Regions from separate parts of the Mus musculus genome. Here region 2 is linked to region 1. The links are chromatin contacts, called in public Hi-C maps. All regions are on one chromosome and are shown on one strand. Each heading gives the region's core, a stretch centred on a gene start, on an enhancer-like site or on the middle of the called end of the contact. The rest is flanking DNA. Distances are from core to core; before and after follow the strand shown. Region 1 holds the start of Crbn (cereblon). Region 2 overlaps Edem1 (ER degradation enhancer, mannosidase alpha-like 1).

Region 1 (2,783 bases), core at 152-2,651:
TTTTAACTCGATCATAAAAGGCATCAATATTGTATATGCTATTAAAGGGAATACATCTGGGACATTTGCGTTCTGGTTTTAACATTGGGTAAACTGAGTCCTGGGGATATAAAAGTGACTTGGCCAAGGCCAGAGTGACTCAGGGACAGAAGGCTGAGTGATATGGAATTGATAGTGTTAGGCTGAACCCCTGCTCTTCCCCTGTACAAGCTGGGAAACCCAGTCTACTCTCCTTCCCTGATCCCCAACCGCGGAGTGAAAACTCCACCTCTGTCTTGGAGAAAACTCCGGGCTAACATGTCAGCATTTCCTGGAACCCACCCAAGAGTGGCTGCCAGGGGATCAGTTTTTAACCAGGTATGGGCAACAACCCCATCTCCTAACCAACAAGTAATCACTCCTCACCAAAACTCTATAAAGTCACGTTGCTTAAACCTGGGTGTTTGACTTCACTGACCTCCACCTGTGAGACCAGCGAACTCCCCTTAGAGCTGCCTCCTGATAACTATGCCTTTACCTACTTTTAATCTGGTCTAATCTGGCCTATGTGTTGGTCACCATAGGAAACGCCTATCGGATCCAGTTACCATTCCAACGTGTTTTTGGGTTGTGAATTTTTTTTTAATGCAGCATTTTTTTCTTGGGGTAAAAATGTCTTCAAACCTCAGATTCATTAGTTTACTTTTTTTTCCTTCCTCTTATTCTCTGCCTACTACCACTACTTCCTTCTTTAGATATCGTTTGTCATTCCATTATTTTCTTTTCTTCAGTGAAAACGTGTTAGAAATATATTGTATACACTCTTAAAATTGGAAAAAAAAAATCCATCCACAACTCCAGTGCTAGACAATTCTCTTTCTTTTAGCATGTTGTAATTGTTTTTTACCATACATTGATCCATTTTTCTCTTAGTGAAGCCATTATGACTAGGCTAGTTTATATACTGACAGTTTTATTTTCCAGGTGATTATCAGCCTTTTTTGTCCTTGCAAATCTTTGCTTCATACTGATACATGTTAATTTGGGGCTATATCCGAGGGCTACTGAAATCGTTTTAAAAATCTGCTATATTCCAACGGCCCCTGGAACAGTCCATACTTCCAGACAAAAGAGGATGCTGTATAAGGACGTGTTTGCTCCAAGTGGACACTAAAAACACAGACTTGGGTTTCCCACCTGTCAAAACGTCTTTGTGGCTGAGAAGGGAGCTGTGTAACTTGTGTGGGGTCAGTGGGTCATGGATAACTTTGGGTTTCTTGTCCTCCTTAAAGATGGTCCTCTTCATTTGGCTCCGCTGTGCCGCTCTCGGCTCGCCTCGTTGGAGCCGCCAGGGGGCGCTGTGGCCCGGGAGCGTGGCGGCGGCGTATCGCAGACCCTCCCCCTGCGTGCCGGCACCGCCCTTTCCCAGGCTCCTTTGCGGGTAAACAGACATGGCCGGCGAGGGAGATCAGCAGGACGCTGCGCACAACATGGGAAACCACCTGCCGCTTCTGCCTGGTAACCTCCGGGACGGGCGCCTGGCCGTGGGTGGAGACCGAGGACCGGGGCCGATCCCGCAGGGAGGACGGGGACAGCTACTCGGGCGCAGCGGCCGGTGGGAAGCCTCCCGTGTGAGCCTCGCCCTCCGCAGCTCTGCGCTTTCCTCCCGGCCTGTCTCCTGGGCTGTCGGGGATGTTGGGGCCACGGACTTTGGTTTCCCAGAGCAGGGACCCCCATTCCTTTCCATCTTTCTCCCAAGCCGGCCTCCCTGAAAATTTTGTGGGAGTAGGCGAAGTTGAGAACCGGGTGACATTAGCAGCCGTTACTTTTCCTGCTCATCTGCTTTCTCATAAGACTGACAGCTAACATGCAGTAGGCATTTGCACGTCGTGGGCCCCGCAGTGAATGCTTTGCGTGCATTTCTGCTTTTATTATTACACCTGTCATCTGTCCAGAGCCTTGCTTATGGAGGAGAAACTTATCGACGGGTTGTTAAATGTATACCATCCAGTGACGTGGAAGGTCACACAGTTGCAGATAGGGCTGCGCGGTGTACTGATCTGCCACCACAGCTGGTATCTCTTAGCTATCTCTCTGTGGAGGTAGTTATTTAGCGGTTTTTCTCAGGTCTGCAAATAATATGCCTACTTTTAGGGTACTCAGGAGAACGGTATTACCGATTTCTCCTGCTTACTTTATGCCTTTATGGTTTATGACAACTTATGTTGCAGTATTGAATGCTGAAAGTGGATGAACTAGTGGTACGGACTGTTCTTAGAATGCTGTAGAAACACAGACTATTGCCAGAGCCTTTTGGTTGTAGTTAAAAGCCATGCAGTCTGTTAACCTTGTTTGTAGGAAAAACATCAGTCGGCTACTTTTAGGAGGGTCACAGTTAGGATAAGGCTATTGAGAATAATTACAATCACAGGTGCAGTTCATTTAGAGCCATATAAGCAACTGCTGCTGGGTGTACTGGGTTTGTGTTTTTTGCTGGATTGGATACCAGGCACTCCCAAATCCTCTGAGCTATGTCTCCAACTCCTGCTGTGATTTTCATGGGTAGGGATTATTGTGGGATTTGAAAATCTTGTGATGGAGATTCACTTAGGGTTCATTTGTGGACTAGGTTAGTCCTACATTGTTGAAACCGTGCATCCTTAGTCATTTCAGTTAGGAACTTTTTTGTGTGGGGTGTGAAGAAATAATTTCAGGTTTCAGTTTGTTGCCTCAGAAGGTGTGCTTCAGGTGTGAATGTGTTCCTTGGTGGTAGTGTAGACAGAAGAAGAAATGCTGGGTGCAGG
Region 2 (2,783 bases), core at 140-2,639, 2.0 Mb before region 1:
AGTTACACCATGAGTATGACACTCAGCTAATGGCCCAGGCTCACTGTGACTCAGTCACCACTTGTCATGTCACACTCAACCAACACACACACAGTAAGAACAGAGTCTGTCATCTTATTATGACATTACTCATAAACCATCTCTTTCTGCCAAGTATCCTTCAAGATTACAGAAGCACCAAGCTCAAAGGTGTTCTGAATACAAATGTCCCTCAAAGGCTCATGTATTTGAACAGTGGGGCTGTTGCCTGGGTTTAGAGAACCTCTAAGAGATACAACCTTGCTGGAGGAAGTGCATCAATGGGAGTGAGTGGGCTTTGAGAGTTTATAGCCTCATCCTACTTCCTGATCACTCACTCGTTCTACTTCCTGTTCACTCTTTCTGCTTCCTGTGTGAAATGAGACCAGTCAGTCCCCGCTCCTGCTGCCTGTGCCAGTCCTTCACTGACATTTCCTACTCTCGCTCTGGAGCCATCAGCTACAATACACTCTTCTGTCACATCGCTTCGGGTCCTGGTGTTTCATCACAACATCAGAAGTAACACTACCATGAGGCTACACACAATTACAAGCTATAAATGGCTTCTAAACTTCAAGGAGTGTCTAACAACTCCTCAGCAAACACAAACAACTGGTAGACTGGGACAGAGGCAGCAGCTCAGCCCAGTATGACAGCCAGTTACATCATGGAGGGCCTGTGGTCTGGCATTTCTCCCTGCTTACCACGAAGGCTCACACAATTCCCAGAGGAGTGATTTGGCTTGCTAAATAAGATGCCACAAATATACAATCTCACTTTAGCATCTAATTGGCTGTTTCTACAGGCTTCACTTACAGGCATTTGAAGCATTCAAATGAACATTCACTGAGCTCTTCCAACACATGAGGATCTTTGGGAAATATATCCAAGTCAGAAATGAAGAAACATTCTCTATACTGTCTAGTAAGAGAAAATCAAACCACACATGAACAGTGAACATGGTTCTTCAAGGCAAAAGGCTAATTGCTCTATTAGTGTGTGTCTACCACACAGAAGGTACTCAGCAAATGCTGAAAGAAGTTTTAAAATTTGATATTATGGGGTGAAAGAGATGTGGTTAAGAACACTGGCTGTTCTTTCAGAGGACCTTGGTTCAATTCCCACTACCCACAAAGCAGTGCACAACTGTCTGTAATTCCAATTACCTCACACAGACATGCAGGCAGAACACCAATGCAGATTTTTTAGAAATGACATTATGTTTAGGACCAAATCCCCTCCAAGGACATAGCTCCCTTCTTAAACCCAGGCCCATCCCTTTTATAAGTCTTAATTCAAGAACACAGTGAACTGTGAACCACAAAGGAACAAGGCAGCCAGATCTGGTAACTCATGCCTGCAATGCAACACCTGGAAGTCTGAGGCAAAAAATACACAAGTTCAAGGTCAGCCTGAGCTACATGACACAAGACCAGTTCTCAAAAACAGCAAAACAATGAAACAAACCTGTCACTTACCCGAGGATAGGGGATCCCTGTCTTGGTGTTTTCAAAGGCTGGAAGGAGCCGCACAGCCAAGTCATGGGCCATGTACAACAATTCATTATCATAATCCTCAATTGTCATGTCACCAAAGGGCTGTTTGGAATCAGTTATTATTCTGTGAGCAGAAAGGAGGCTTCCCAGAACCCTAAGAGCAGGAAATAATAATAATTGTAACAACAACAACAACAACAAAAGCATGTTCTTACAAGTGTACAGAATCCAGTTTACAAAGATAAAACCTGACTCTCCTTTTCAGGGTCCAAGCTGCCTGGAGCAGAAGGACCTGACTCAGCATCTTGCTACAGTTCTCTCTGGCTCTAAGTAACTGATTCTCAGCTCACTGCACTGCTGACAAAAAGAAGGGGAATCAGTCATTCAAGACAACTGAGGATACCACCTAAAGCTTTAACTTCTTAATCTTAGGCATTAAGAAGAGGAACTATGTAACTTCTGCAGGACTGACTGCCAGGACACTGATGAACCCTTTTAGATTTGTGGCCTTGTATAGATATAAATGTCCCATCGCAATTGTCTAAAAAGGACGGCAACGTTTTTCAAACAAACGATTTATCTTTTTCTTGTTTTGGAATAAATAACTTCATAACTTCAATTTCAAATCTGGATCTGGATGGCTGTGTATAATATAATTTAGTAAAACAGAAAAGAGTCAGCATTTCACCCTAAAAAAATTCAGGCACAAAATTGGGTATAGGCTGAGTCCACCATATTTAGCAACGAGTGGGTAATAAATGAAAACCATACAAGAAGAAAAGACATCCAAACAGCAAGCAGTGGATTTTCGTGAGTAGAGAAATGCAAAACTCCATGAAAAACATGAATGAGGTTCTGGAGGCAGTAAATGAGCAAACTAGAAAGGACATGAATGGAGTCGGTGGAAGTGCATCTGAGGGGTGTCTCTGTTATGTACCCACTGTAAGTGTATTTCTGTGCGGTTCAAACTGTGATGTCATATACACATCAAAACTACAAGTTCGCCGGGCGGTGGTGATGCACGCCTTTAATCCCAGCACTTGGGAGGCAGAGGCAGGCAGATTTCTGAGTTTGAGTCAAGCCTGGTCTACAAAGTGAGTTTCAGGACAGCCAGGGATATACAGAGAAACCGTCTCAAAAAACCAAAAAAAAAAAAAAAAAAAAAAAAAAAAACCAAACAAACAAACAAAAAAACCCGACAAGTTCCCATAAATACTACACTAAAATGAACATAAATAATACACGTGGAGTCCATACCCATGCGGACTC

What was found. A called contact is a pair of places that touch in the nucleus more often than the background predicts.
Region 2: a contact with region 1 is called in a Hi-C map of muscle stem cells, with 4 times the contacts expected there. The contact joins the enhancer-like site here to the promoter of Crbn in region 1. A contact is called at or near these places in 1 of 39 promoter capture datasets (liver), 5 of 484 Hi-C or Micro-C datasets (CD4 T cells, CD8 T cells, Th1 cells and 2 more) and 4 of 115 datasets of contacts at active chromatin or transcription factors (astrocytes, regulatory T cells, regulatory T cell precursor and 1 more).

The regions. Positions count from the first base shown.
Region 1 is chr6:106,798,705-106,801,487 of GRCm38.p6, reverse strand. It overlaps Crbn (cereblon), which reads left to right and starts at 1,401. Exons shown (of 11, transcript NM_175357.3): 1 at 1,401-1,497. The coding sequence starts at 1,431.
Region 2 is chr6:108,841,812-108,844,594 of GRCm38.p6, reverse strand. It overlaps Edem1 (ER degradation enhancer, mannosidase alpha-like 1), which reads right to left. Exons shown (of 12, transcript NM_138677.2): 4 at 1,497-1,668. Among named protein-coding and RNA genes, the nearest start is that of Edem1, 15 kb to the right of the region's middle. Within about 2 kb of position 1,389, at least 96 of the 459 cell types and tissues checked have an H3K27ac peak or open chromatin away from gene starts, as enhancers often do. A contact at or near this core is called in CD8 T cells, Th1 cells, muscle stem cells and 3 more, where this site is marked.